Linked DNA regions of Pan troglodytes: region 1 is linked to region 2. A link is a contact called in public Hi-C data. All regions are on one chromosome and are shown on one strand. Each heading gives the region's core, a stretch centred on a gene start, on an enhancer-like site or on the middle of the called end of the contact. The rest is flanking DNA. Distances are from core to core; before and after follow the strand shown.

The links. A called contact is a pair of places that touch in the nucleus more often than the background predicts.
Region 1: a Hi-C map of induced pluripotent stem cells shows a contact between it and region 2, with 2.9 times the contacts expected there. The contact joins two enhancer-like sites. A contact is called at or near these places in 1 of 7 Hi-C or Micro-C datasets (induced pluripotent stem cells) and 1 of 1 other capture datasets (stem cell-derived neural stem cells).

The regions. Positions count from the first base shown.
Region 1 is chr6:27,325,535-27,332,753 of NHGRI_mPanTro3-v2.0_pri, reverse strand. The region is part of intron 5 of SP4 (Sp4 transcription factor); the gene reads right to left. Among named protein-coding and RNA genes, the nearest start is that of MIR1183, 35 kb to the right of the region's middle. Within about 2 kb of position 5,618, at least 1 of the 24 cell types and tissues checked has an H3K27ac peak or open chromatin away from gene starts, as enhancers often do. A contact at or near this core is called in induced pluripotent stem cells, where this site is marked.
Region 2 is chr6:26,588,301-26,595,668 of NHGRI_mPanTro3-v2.0_pri, reverse strand. No RefSeq gene overlaps it. Among named protein-coding and RNA genes, the nearest start is that of SP8, 9.7 kb to the left of the region's middle. Within about 2 kb of position 3,093, at least 3 of the 24 cell types and tissues checked have an H3K27ac peak or open chromatin away from gene starts, as enhancers often do. A contact at or near this core is called in induced pluripotent stem cells, where this site is marked.

The DNA.
Region 1 (7,219 bases), core at 4,369-6,868, 730 kb before region 2:
TGGCCCTGCTTTTGACTTACCAATAAAAAAATCTATAGGCTCAAGTAGGTCCACGTCAGATATTCTCTCTTTTTCTTTACATTCTCTTTTTCTTTACGTGTGTGCTTTTACTTTTGAGTAAACTTTGAAAAAACCATTAGTCTTCCTTATTATTGTTACAAACAAATATTAAAACTTACAGGAGCACTGCACTCAATACAATATTGTATTAAACATCCCTCTGAAGTAACACAAAGAAGATGCACCTCCATGTCATACCACACACCAAGATACATGCTACAAAGATTTAAAACCAAGTATTAAAAAAAAAAGGAAAATATTTCTATAACCTAGAGTTTGAAGGTACTTTAAAAAGTACAACAGGTTATTTAGAAACTATAAAAGAGAGAATAGACAAATCTGACTACACAAAAATAAAATACTTTGTATGACTTAAGATCCCATAAAGTTAAAGGAGAGAAAAAAAAGGTCAACAGAAGCATAAAAACAGTGTGATAAAATTTAACACATTTTGATAAGAGCTCTTGGCAAACCAGGAATAAAAATTTATTTCTTTTACCTGCTATACCCCTACATATAATTAATGGAGAAACTTCTGAACTATTACTTTCTACATCAGGAACAAGATAAGAATGCTATTATATATATCATTACTATTTTCAACATAATATGAAACATTCTGACGAAGCCAACATATAAGACAGTAAAATGAACTGAGGTACAATCATTGGAAGAAAAAAATTGAAATCGATTATTATTTACAGTTATTACTATTTACATAAATAATCTGAGAAAATAAACAATTAGAATAAATTTGTCGTGGCCAGATTCACAATCAATCGATAATAAGCAACACCATCCATTAATTATATAAATCAACATGTAATGCAAATGTTGAGGCTACAGTGAGCCACTGCACTCTAGCCTGGATGACAGAGCACGGCCTTGTCTCCAAAAAAAAAAAAAAAAAAAAAAAAGTGTGTAGACAAGGCCCTGACCCCAGGTCAAACACAAACTCTATGCCAAGCCACAGTTGGCAAGCCTGGTCTTGGTATCTTATTCCAGGGTCTAGCTAGGTTCTGACAGGAGGAACCTGGGATTTCTCTGTACAAAGGTGGAGGCAGTGGCCTACTTAAACAAACAAACTGTATTTAGGCTGGGCGCGGTGGCTCACACCTGTAATCCCAGCACTTTAGGAGGCTGAGGTGGGTGGACCCTGAGGTCAGGAGTTTGAGACCAGCCTGGCCAACATGGTGAAACCCTGTCTCTACTAAAAATACAAAAATAGTAGCTGGGCGTGGTGATGCACACCTGTAATCCCAGCTACTTGGGAGGCTGAGGCAGGAGAATCGCTTGAACCAGGCGGGGTGGAGGTTGCAGTGAGATTTGGATGCTAGGAGATAAATTACCTGCTGTAACTGCCCCGGGTGTGCCTGCCTACCAGACACTCCATCTTGCAAGACCACCATTAAAAGTCTCGCTTCCATTGTTTGTGTCTCCAAGTCCATTCTTTGGGTTTGGACAGGTGAATCTGTGTTTCTCACAAACCTGGGGGCCTGTCTGGGATCTCTGTGCCTGCATGGAGTGGGACTCCAGCCGAGAGGGCAGAGGTGTCCCACCCGATTTGGGTGGCCCACTCTGTCCGGGCGTCCTGGCTCCCCACAGAAGCCACAGACAAACCTGAGACTGTTATTCAGGAGGCAGCAGAGGCGACACAGGGAGAAAAGCAGGCACTGCAGCAACCAGGCAACCTCGTGCAGAAGCCAAGGGAGGAAAATTGGACTGTAAGTACTGTCTTGGTGGTTGGGCATTTTCAGAGGTTGAGTGTGTGTGACTGAGATGTACCCTAGATATGAAGCAAATGCAGAGTCCCAATCCATGGTTCCGTTCTCCCGTGAGGAGAATGGACAAAGAATGGTCAGAGAATGGATGAAGTGATTCCATGGGTGTGCAAGAAACCTCCAGTAGGGGGTGCTGAGAACACAGGGAAAAGCTCAGACACAGACTGACCAAAAATGGGAAACAGAAATTCCTAGGCCTAGGGGACAAGGGAAAGAGGGAGCCAAAGAGACTCCCTCTGACATTTACCAGCATAGTCCTATGGCCTAAGTTTGGCTCAGATAAAAATTAGGTGTGCCAAGCTTTAATTCTCTATGTGAATAATAAAACCCCAACCTCACAAGAGATAGGTTATGCTCTCTGCTGGATCAAGGAATTAGCCCCATATTCCCACTTAAAGAAGAAGAAAAAGAGCCTAGTAAAAATCCCTCACCCAGGGAAAAGCCCTGGGACCCCATCATCCATGCCCCTCCATACATCTCACAAAACAGGGGACAGGAAAATCAAGGGGCAGCAGGAGGGTTAGAGGAGGAAAGACCTGGACACCATGGTGGAGCCAAACCAACTGCTCCTCTAAATCCTTATCCAAATTTAAGAAAAGAACACTGTAAGAGGGATATTGAGAACTTCCCTATTCCTTCCACACAGGAGGCACCTAGCATGTTCCCTCTTAGGGGAGTTCCCATGGGACAGGGAGAGACTGGCTTTGTAAATGCTCCTCTTACAAGTATTGAAATTAGGAATTTCAGGAAAAAAATGAAACCACTCCTAGAAGATCCACTCGGTTTAGCAGACCATCTGGACCAATTCCTAGGATACAGCTCTTACACCTGGGCTGAAATGATGTCCATCAAGAATATCCTGTTCATAGGAAGAGAAAGCGGAATGATCAGGAGAGTGGACATGACCATCTGGGAGAGGCAACACCCTCCCAGGCAAGAAGTCTCACCAGCCAAACAAAAATTTCCAAATGTTAATCCTGAATGGGATAATAATGATCCCAGGGACCGTGCCCAAATGTAGGATCTCCAGGAACTAATAATTAAAGGGATCAAGGAGTCCACTCGTAGGACATAGGACACATTCACGATTCAACAAGAAAAAGAGGAAACTCCTTCTGCATTCCTATATAGGCTCAGAGATCAGATGAGAAAATGCTCCGGATTAGATCTAGAGGACCCAGTAGGGCAATGCCTTTTGAAGGTTAACTTTGTAACTAAGAGCTGGCCTGACATTACCAAAAAATTACAAAAGATTTATGGATGGAAAGAGAAACCAACTGAGGATTTACTGAGGCAAACTCAGAGGGTCTTTGTAAGGAGAAAGGAAGAGAAGCAGAAACAAAAAGCAAAAATCATGGTTTCCACTGTGGAAGAGGTAGTCAGAAAAGGCTTACATCAAGATCCCCCACTTAGGAGACAAGGGAATTATAGATTTCAACACAAAGAAAGAAGGGAAATGCAGGGAAAAGGTCCTAAGACTATGAGTGGATGTTACAAGTGTGGAAAGACAGGGCATTTGAAGAGAGGATGTCCTAAATGGAAAAAAGAAAAGGTGATACCCCTCATGACTATTGATGAAGACTAGTCGGGGGCAGGAGCGCCTTCTGAGTAGATCCCACCAGGAACCCTTAATAAATCTGAAGGTGGGACCTGAGGGAGAAGTGACATTTTTGGTTGATACTGGGGCAGCTCACTCCTCCCTAATTCACCAACCAAGGGGTACAGAACTCTCTAAGGAAAAATTGAAAGTATCAGGGGTAAAAGGGGAGGGATTTCAGGTTCCAATATTTAAGAAAATTTTAATTACATCAGGAGCAAAACAAATTGAGGCGTCACTTGTTCCTGAAGTAGGAACTAACCTCCTGTGTCGAGACCTGATTGTGAGATTGGGTTTAGGATTAGGAATAGAGGAAGGACAAATAAAAGTAATGATGGGCCTCCTGACAGAGGAGGAGGAAAGAAAAATTAATCCCCTTGTGAGGGTTAGGGAAGGCAACAGAGGGTTAAAAATCACACCCTTACAGATTAACCTAAAACAACCAGAAGTAGTTTGCAGAGAACAATATCCCATTTCCACTGAAGGGAGAAAAGGTCTCCAACTGGTAATAGAGGGATTGATTAATGATGGACAATTAAAACCCTGCATGTTACAATACTCCAATTCTCCCAAAGAGCCTGATGGGTTGTATAGATTGCTACAAGATCTAAGGGCTATAAATCAAACTGTCCAGACCTACCACCCTGTGGTGACTAAACACTACACCCTCTTTAGTAAGATACCCTATGAACGTAAGTGGTTCAATGTGGTGGATCCAAAAGATGCATTCTGGGCATGTCCCCTAGACTTTAGGATTAGGGAACCTCTTTGCCTTTGAATGGGAAGATGCTATAACTAGGAGAAAACAACAGTACCCCTGGACTGTGCTGCCACAAGGTTTCACAGAAGCCCCAAACGTATTTGGTCAAATCTTAGAAAAAGTCCTGGAGGAATTTCAACCTTCCAGGGGAACCCAGTTGTTACAATACATAGATAATCTTTTAATTTCTGGGGAGAGGAGGGCCGAGGTATCAGAAACCACCACAAGCTTAATTTCCTAGGAGAAAGGGGATTGCGAGTATCTAAGAACAAACTGCAGTTTGCAGAAAAAGAAGTTAAATATTTAGGACACCTGATTAGTGAAGGGATGTGAAGAATAAACCCAGAGAGAATACTGGGAATAGTGGGTCTGCCTTTGCCTAAGACAAAAAGAGAACTCCAAAAATTTTTAGATTTAACTGGCTACTATAGGTTATGGATTGACTCATATGATCAAAAGACAAAGACTCTATATATCAAGTTACTAGAAGAAGAACCCAATCCCTTGCAATTGTCCTCAAAGGAAATTCAGGTGGTAAAAGAGCTAAAGCAGGCCCTCATTACAGCCGCGGTCCTGGTCCTCTCATCTTTAGAGAAACCATTCCATCTGTTGGTAACAGTGGATCACCCTTGGGGTGCTCACTCAAACCTGGGGAGGGAAGAGGGAATCTGTTGCTTTTGCCTTCAAGCTTCTCTATCCTGTCTCTCAGGGGTGGCCCAAATATGTGCAAGCAGTGCTGCCACAGCCCTGCTGGTAGGAGAGTAGAAAGCTAACCTTTGTTGGGGCCCTAATAGTAAGCGCCCCACACCAGGTCAGGAATATATTAAACCAAAAGCCGGGAGATAGTTTGAACACATTCTTCATAAAATATGAAGCCATATAATTAAGAAAAAAAATTATTTGCTTGTAACAACAAATATTTGCCTAAATGCAGCCAGTTTCCTATGGAAAGGAGAGGAGATCAAAGACATCAGACCAGAACTGCTTAGATATCATAGAATAACAAACCAAAGTAGGACCAAACCTTAGGGAAGCTCCACTACATGATGGGATAAGGCTCTTTGTGGATGAGTTGTGACGAACGAGAGACGGCAATGCTGTCACTGATGGAGATAAACACTCCCTATGTGAGAAAGGTAGATTACCTAATGGCTGGTCAGCCCAAATCTGTAAATTATATGGTCTTAACCCGGCCATAAAGCTCCTTAAGGCCAAAGAAGGCACTATATATACTGATTCTAAATATGCTTAATGGGTTAGAACACACTTTAAAAAAAATCTGGACAGAGCAGGGTCTAATAAATAGCAGGGGAAAATAATTGGTACCTGGGTAACTGGTCAAACAGGTTTTAGAAAGCCTCCTGCTTCCAGCAGAGGTAGCCATAGTTCATGTAAATGGTCATCTGAAAGGGAACACTATAGAAGCTACAGGAAACAGGCTTGCAGATGAAGCTGCTAAGCAAGCCTCCCTGGACGAAGAAATTAGACTATGTAGTCTGCTCCCAAACATCCCTAAGCCAGTATTAAGGCCCCAGTTTACCAGAGAGGAGGAGGAAGAATTAGACAGGACAGGGGTCACTCAGACTGAAGATGGCAAATGGGTACTTCCTGAAATAAGTAAACCCCTAATGAGAAAACTAGTATCTACATTACACAAATGGAGTCAATGGGGACCCCAGGCTTTGTGTGATACAATACTTAGGAATTATGGGTGTATAGGGATTTATACCCTTGCTAAACAAGCATGTGGAAATTGTGTTAACTTGTCAAAAGATAAACAAAAAGGTGATTAGAAAACAGGAAGACCTCCGGAGTAAGACCACTTCAAAGCATTCAAGTAGATTTCACAGAAATGCCCAAAGTAGGAAGACTGAAGTATTTACTGGTGATGGTAGATTACCTTTCAGGCTGGGTAGAAGCCTTTCCCCTTCCAACAGCCACTGCTGGGAATGTGGTCAAAATAATATTAAAACAGATTTACCTAGCTTTGGACTGATGGAAAATATTAATTCAGACAATGGAAGCCACTTTACCTCAAGGGTGTTAACGTGAATTATGGAAGGTTTACAAATTAAATGGGATTATCTCACCCCTTGGCATCTCCCTTCCTCTGGAAAGGTAGAAAGAATGAATCAAACTCTCACAAAGCATATCACCAAACTAATCTTAAAAACTAAAATGCCTTGAACCAAATGTCCCCCAATAGCATTCCTTAGATTAGAACAAGCCCCAATAAAAGACTTGGGATTGCCCCTCTACGAGTCATTATATGGGCTCCTATATTTGTGCAGAGCTACAGATCTTCCGGCTATGGAAACCAAGGATCAATTTTTAAAGAAATTATATAGTGGCCATATACTCCACCCTGTCATCCCTTAGGTTAAAACGACTTCTAACTCAAACTTCACCTCTTGAGTTCATGGCTCACCACTTTCAGCCTGGTAACTTGGTGCTGATTAAGACTTGGAAAGAAGACAAGCTCCACCCAAGCTGGGAAGGTCCCTATCAAGTGCTCCTGACCACTGAGACAGCCATGCGAACAGCTGCATGAGGTGGACTCACTATACTCGAGTCAAGGGACTGGTAAAGGAGACCCTGGAAAGGAGGGGAAAAGACGAGTGGAAAGTGCATGGGTCACCTAAGGAACCCTTAAAGTTAACTCTGAGAAAAATCTAAAAAGAAAACATGGGCTGGCCCCAGTTCTGGAAGACTCTTGGTTATATGGGTTAGGGGCAGACATCACAGGGAAAGACCCCGTAGGGCAATTTATTCTCAAACTCATCAAAAACTCAACCCCACAAGTGTCTGGTACTGCTCCAAGCCCAGGCCCTAGTAAACACTTTAGTCCACCAAATAATGATCCTAAAAGGCTAAAAATAATTGAGGTAAAGGATGTAAAGCAAACCTTAAAAACTGAGGGTATGGGGATGTGAATGCCTGGGTTGAGTGGGTCACATTTTTGGTACAAGCCCTCAACAAGAGTAACTACTATGCATGTGCTGCGGGAGGACCTCAGGCATG
Region 2 (7,368 bases), core at 1,844-4,343:
CTGCTTGGTACATTTATAATATCAGTTGCATTACATGCAGAATCAACATTGATTTAAGAGGTGGGTTATGACAAGGAGAAATATTGTCTGGAAGAAGATTTCTTTGGGGTGATTGAAGGGGGACATTTTTTCTGCTGTACAGATGTGCAAACTTTCCCTTTCTTCCTTCTGGCTCCTCACCCTTCTAGCTTTGCTTGGTTTGTTTTGGTGGTTATGGAACAATATTTCTAGCTTAATTTTCTGCAGGGTGGGCAGGGTTCTTTTGGGAAAACAGAAGATGAGGTACCAAATTGTGATTTTTTTTTTTTTGTTCCTGCTTTGTCCCTGATAACGCACTTCCTGGCAGTAGCTGGAGGCTCACTCAAGTGAAGTCAAAGGCCAGGTCTCACTTTGAACCAAGGGACAAGCTTCCAGTCTGGCAGATCAAGATAGAGTTAAACTAGTTGTTGACCCAGAGGTCAGGCCAGCATATATCAGCCCACCCTCCAGAGTCTGGAAAGGGCTGCCAATCCAACCATTTCCATTTCCTACCGCATCTCTTCTACAAACTTGAATGTTTCTTCCCTATCCTGCTTTCTCCTTTTTTGGCTCCTTCCTTCCTCACCTTCTCTCTTTGTGGATGATCTCTTTCACTGAGAAATGTGTAACTGTGATTTGTTGAGGCTGGATTATCAACTGAAATATTTTATGTAAGAAACTTAATTTAAACCAATATGATGACTTCCTCTCAGAACAACTGATGCTGGAGAAAGCTCCTGAATGGGTTTGCCTTCCTTCCGCCCTGCTCCTACCGGAATCTTGGCATAACTTCTCAACTGGGCTTCCTTTGGTTAGAGAATACTGAAATTAAAATTTAAAGACAAGCAGGTGATGCGACTGGACTCCTAAGTAGGCAGATCGATAATTTTGCTATCATTTTCATCTTCATGGATCTTTTGGTGAGATTATTAAATGGAATGCTACAGAAGGCTTGTAGAGGAATTTTTTTAAAAATAAATATTGTAGAGGATTAGCTCAAAGGTCAGATGATCTTTTTGGCTGATAAATTAAGGCAGAAAAAGGAGGAAAAAAGTGTGCATGTGATTATTATCTGTTTGCCTAAGATGGTAAAGATAAATATTATCATGAAAGAATTTAAGAATTTTGCTCAGTGTTTTGTACAAACCAGCCTCAAAAAGGGATTGATTTGATGCAGGTATTTTGAATAAACTGTGGTTGTTCATTTTACTACTGATTTTTGCTGCTTCTGTCCAAACAGGCATTATTTCTCTTTACACTCCTAAGAAAAACCCAGATATTACCAACGTCTTTATCCTTCTCTCTCTTTTTAAAAGTATGGTTTCTGCAGTTGCTTCCTTCCTTCCTTTCTTCCTCCTTCTCTCCCTCCCAATCTCCCTCCTTTTTAAAAAATGGCGCAGAAGATCAATTCTGTGCCTGTATTTCAAGAAAATGGTGTTAAGGAATCGAAATATAGTAATGCTGTACCCATTTTAAAGTCAGGGCTTTGGTTTTGGGTGGCATCTTTTGAAGACTGCTCAATATAAATAGTTGATGTTATTTTAAAAATAAGATTCAGAATTTTCTCCCTGTTTATTCCCTGCTTCCGGATTAAAGGAAAGCCGCTAATTCCTTGCCATCCTGGACCCTAGCCGCTGCGGTTTAAGGGGATGCGCGTCAGTGGCCATGTCTTTAGATTCGCTGCTCTCCCTGTGAGCAGAAATGTTGATTTGCTACAGCGGCGGGGAGGGGGGATCTATTTTTCCCTAGTCCCTCGGCGCATGTTTAATTTAATTTAATTTTCTGCGGAGTCTCTTGGCGGTGAGGAAAGCAGCCTTATACATTTTGCTTTGGTTCCTGACGAACAGTGGGAGAGCTCTAGGGACAGCGGGGAGGGCTTGAGGTGACCTAGAACTCGGAATAAAGGCCCGCTACAAGCTGTCGCTTTTTCCTGGTATTCTAGTACCGTTTTTGAAAGTCCATCTACCGGAAATGTTGCTTTTTTTTTTTTTTTTTTTTTTTTTTTTGAGATGGAGTTTTGCTCTCGTCTAGGCTGGAGTGCAACAGCGCAATTTCGGCTCACTGCAACCTCCGCCTTCCGGGTTCAAGCGATTCTCCTGCCTCAGCCTCCCCTGTAGCTGGGATTACAGGCGCCCGCCACCACGCCCGGCTAATTGGTGCATTTTCAGTAGAGACCGGGTTTCACCATGTTGGCCTGGTCTCGAACTCCTGACTTCAGGTGATCCGCCAGCCTCGGCCTCTTAAAGTGCTGGGATTACCGGCGTGAGCCACTGCGCCCGGCCTGGGGCTGCCGCTTTTAAAAAGCCCATTCCTCAACTTTGCTTCTCAGGCACCAATTTCTTGTTGCGCGGGAGGAAACGCTGGCAGCGACCTCTGCTTCTCTCGCAGGGCGCTGAGCCGAGGTCTGGCCTGCCCAAAGTTCCCTTCGTTCTCTTTTCGAATGAATTCTGCGAGAGGTTTTGAGCCTGGGAGGATTTCCCAGCCTTTCTAAACGCTACCCTCCGCTTTCCTCTTCCCAGCTCCTCGAAGTGCCCAGTACATTGAGAAAGACCCCCGGGCCCTCCCGGGGAGGGTTCCGAACTGGCGATCCGCACGGTCCGCCCGCAGGTAGCAGCGAAGAGTGAGGTGGTGGTCTGGGGTCTCCCCGCGAGCCCTGGCCCCGGCCCCGGCCCGGGCCCGCCGCTCCCCTCGGGCTGCGGGCCGGAGCAGCCCAGCGCCGCGCCCACCGCACACAAAGGCGCCGCTGCCGCCTCCGCCCGCTGCACGGACAGCGAGCGCCACCCTGTGCCCTGCTCCCGTTCTGCAGCGCGCTCAGCGCGGGCAATGCCGGCCAGACCCGCGCCCGCCAGTCCCGGGCCTCTGACCTTGGGCAAACCCACGGTGGGAATCGACGCGGGGAGCCTCCCCCCGCCCCGCTCTCGCCTGTGGGCTCTCAAAAGACACTCGGGCCGGACAGGGTGAGGGATTCCCCTGCCTTCGCTTCCCTCCCTTGCTTGCTCTGTAGTTTTCCCGCACCAGCCCGCTGCCCTGCGCCATCCTAGCGCCTCGGAGCCCGGGGAATCTGTCCCATCCTGTCCTGGGGTGCCGCGCTTTGATCTTTCTGCCCGTGCCACCGGAGGCTGCTGCGGCGTGGACAGACTCAGATTCTTCTTCCTGAACTTGTTCAGATTTCTCTCTGTCCTGGCCCACGACTGCCTGCCTTTCTTCACCTCCTGTGCTCTTTTTTTGGCCAAACTGCTTTGTGTTCACTCGCACCCGCCTCCTCTCCCCAGCGACGTCAAAGTGCAGCGTCCTCCATAGGTGGCAAGATTTATTCTTGTCATTTTATCATGGGGTTGCCAGACTCGACGAGTGAAGGAACTTGCCTACCTTTCCCCACACTGTTATCATAAAGAAGGCGCAATTAAGTGTGACTGGCTGTGAAAACTCTTTGCCCTTTTTAGTTTCAGGATATCAAAAAAGTTTAGCTACCCTGGGGACTAACAGAAAAAGTGATGGATAGATAGGTGGATGGACACAGATGTAGAATCACTGAACCTGTTGAACAGAACTCTACTGCATTGCACCCAAAACCCAACAACCTCTCGTGGGCTTCCTTCCCAATGCTCTTCTCTCCCGACTCTGGGCCTCTGGGTCTTTGGGGACTGCTACCAACATTCTGAAGGTCCCTATTCTGGTGACATCTGAAAGGAGATCAAGATAGATCAACCCTTCGGAGAAGAGCGTCATGCTCCGCTTAAAGGTCTTTATTTGGAGAATGTACCTGCCTCTCCCCGGGCTGCCTGAGGAAAGGAGCTGGCTCCTGGTAAACCTTTCCCCAGCCCCACCCCCTGACTCTTTTAGGCGCCTCTAGGTCTTAGGCCTTCTGGTCTTGGAAGCTCATCGCACAGGTTCGGATCTGTGGGTTCCACTTTGTATTCTCGAGACATGCCAAGGATTAAACTTGGCTTTTATGGGTGGTTAGATACGCACTATGTACATGCATTTAAGGCATCCTGTGATGAGGCTGCAGCATAAATCTTCTCCCGCACTTATATTGAAAGAGCTCTCGGAGACGCACACCTGCGCGTGACAGGGCTCCAGTCATGTCCCCTCGTGGCTAAATCCACGGGCTCCACTGACCCCAATCCCCCACAGTGGGGAAGGAAGGAGGGTCGCCTATCTTCGCTTGCAAAGCCCCTGCAGCCGCCGGTAGAAGCAATCTGGCTTCCCGGAGCTCCAGGATATAATTGACACGTCCACCTCCGGAGCCGCCACCACTCTCCTCCCTCAAGCCAGCCGGCGATGTGAGCCCACATCCCCACCCCCTCTCTCCGGGGTCCGGAAAGCTGGGAAGCGCTGGAATGCCGCGTTCTCTCAACCTATTGTGCCTAGGTGTTGCAAACCACTGGAGGACAGAGCTTCGCGCTTTGATCTCATGTCCCAGTCATTCTTTAGCACAGAGGGGTGAGTTTAAATTAAATTTCTTTCTCTGCTGATAAGTCGTAATGGGCCTCAGAAGGTGAATAATTATGCAGTAACATTTCATGGGTTGTTGGAGTGGGAATTCCCACTGCGCTGTCATCAGGAACAGAATTTCCCTCGTACGCTCAATGCTAAATGAAGCTTTGCAAGTAAGCCACAAGTGTCTTTCAAATCTCGATGCAGATGATCTAGTCCTTCCCTACTCACCTTTCTTGCCCCTACAAATCTGTGTCGTCCTTTATTTTTTCATTCGTAGTTTAATAAGTGGTTTACGAATACTTTTAAAATCAGTGCTGAAGGATCTTATATTTGAGGTAAAAAAATACTTAGCTTTGATGATTATGCATTTCTATCAAGACAAAGCACACACTGATGAAAGCTGGGGACGCATTTTCCTGGGAAAAGGCAGATGAGCCACCTGAGATTTATGTCCAAATACCTGGATTTAGTCTGGCCAACTATCTTCACTTATTTTAGTGAAATAGTGCTTTTTGGTTTGATTCCTGAGGAGAGTCCGGACCCGAAGTTGCTGCAGGCATAAGATTTGATCATTAGTGTTCTGAAGGTATCTAGTTTGCAGTTGAGAAATTGACTTTCCATGCAAGAAGGTTAAAAGGAAAAATGCCTTGGCTGCTTCACTCAAAATAGCCACCTGCCTATTAGAAAATGTGGACTTAATTCTTGGAGATATCAATTTATATTTAATTTCCCTCCAAGCTAGATAAAAAAAACAGCATCAACAGTTTGGATATTGTAAATGGGTCATGACGTTTTGATACTCAAAGGAAAATCAGACCCTTAAAGAACTCTCTAAAATTGTAATTTAAAAGCACAATGGAACTCTTTATTGTTTTGTTTTTTAAAAAAAATCCTCTATACCCCCATTCACTTTAGTGCTTCATTGCATAGCATTTTCACTGTTTACTTTTTGTGCCTTTACATGTCTTCCTTTAAATGAATTGAGCTCCCTCAAGCTTTAAGATTTCTAAATCAACACACAGAAACTGGAGCCTGCTTATCAAGTTTTCACTCCTCTCTTGGCAACTAATTTGAAAGGGCTCAAACAATAAGTTGATTTACATTATGCTCATTTTACCCTGAAATCTGTGCGAATGTTGAAAAACCCTTAATCATTCATCTTGGGTTATCTTTACATCTTTGGGGGAACCAATCCTTCCAGCTTTAAGTTTTTTAGCTACTCCATTTTAAGCGCTGAAATAGAAGAAAGAAAGTAGATCTTTTTCTTTTTTCCCCTAAAGTTCAAGTGATTGTCTAGTTCAACTGAAAATAAAGGATTTGTACTGCCCAATTTTGCACCCAATTTAATGTCCCTAATTATGTAGGCACCCTATCATCAGGTTTCCCATCATTTCAGGAAGTTTTGTGCTCATTCTTGTACACTGATCAATGCTTCATTTTTCTCTTACATGCCTATCTCTTATGATTATTATTTTTTTTCTAAGCAGGTTCTTTCCCCTTTCAATTTAACAAACAATGGCCTTATTGCAGGGAGGTGGGGAGGGGAGCTAGTACCAGGTGGAAATGTGTTTAAAAGACATTCACGTTATTTAGCTTCAAAAATATTATTGAGTTATATATCCTCTTTAACAGAATTTACACAGACTTTTTCTATAGATAAATGAAGTTTTTATTTAGGGCAAAATATTTTTTATAACATTAAATTATATTTCTCCCAAAACTTTAAGAAAAGAAAGTTTTTATAGATGACAATTCAGTGGCTTTTTACTATGAGGCAAAGTAACTTTTGCTGTTTCTTCCAGTAAATAACTATTTGACTTAAAACTGCAGTGGTTAAGTTTAAGGTCCATATACATTATACTTCCTGTGTCCTCAGTATTGACATATTTTAGTGAGTTTCACAATTGAATGTTGTCATAGCAATGAACAGAGATCATTAAAACAACCTTGTAAATATTTTGGCTACAAAATACTGTATAGTTTTCAGTAGAAAGCATATGATATATTAATAATTCATTTCATATGTAATTATTAAATTTGAAATGCATTGCTTAGTGATGTGTTCACTTAAGTGTCTTAGTATGTATATCCAGGAAAATCAGATTTGGTGAACTTTTCATTCTTGAAGTTCTGCTTGTTGTTTTGTAGAGAAAATATTACTTTCACAATACAGGTATAATAGATCCCTGCTGTAAAGAAATAGTATTAATAATTTATGTCCATGAAGGGGTTTGGAACTACTTTTATTATTTTATGCTGCAAAAGCAGTGGCATATTCTTTTTCCCTTCAGTTTTTAAGTAAACTTTTTATTTTGGAATAATTTTAGATTTACCGAAAAGTTGTAAAAATAATATAGAGAGTTCCTGTGGTTTTCCTATTGTTAACATCTTACATTATGATGGTATGCTTGTCAAATGTAAGAAATCAATGTTGATATAGTTGAGTTTTTTTAATGAAGAAATAAAGGCAAAAAGAAAAAATGCATCACCTATCAGTCAGTGGTAGGTTGTAGTTTAGAAAACTGCTGACCATTTTTTTTTTTCAGCTTCTTATGATCACCTGGGATTTGCCTCCAAGACAGACTATGTACTAAATTATTAAGTTAAGTAGAAAGCTTTTCCTCACAGATATGTCTTTAAGATATAGTTTCTTATAACGAAGTTTTGTTTCTTTCATGGTTAACTAAAATCTAAGAAAACATATTTAGTTTCATTTTGCATTTTTATTTTGTGTATGGAAGCATCAGATTAAATTTTAAATGGTCCATATTTTCACTTCAAATTATCCAAAATAGTAATATTCTATTTGTCACTTATACCTATTTTTTATCCTATAATTTAAAATGACTTAATCATTATTATTTTCTTTAATGTAGTTACTACAAAAATATAAATAAATAATCTAAT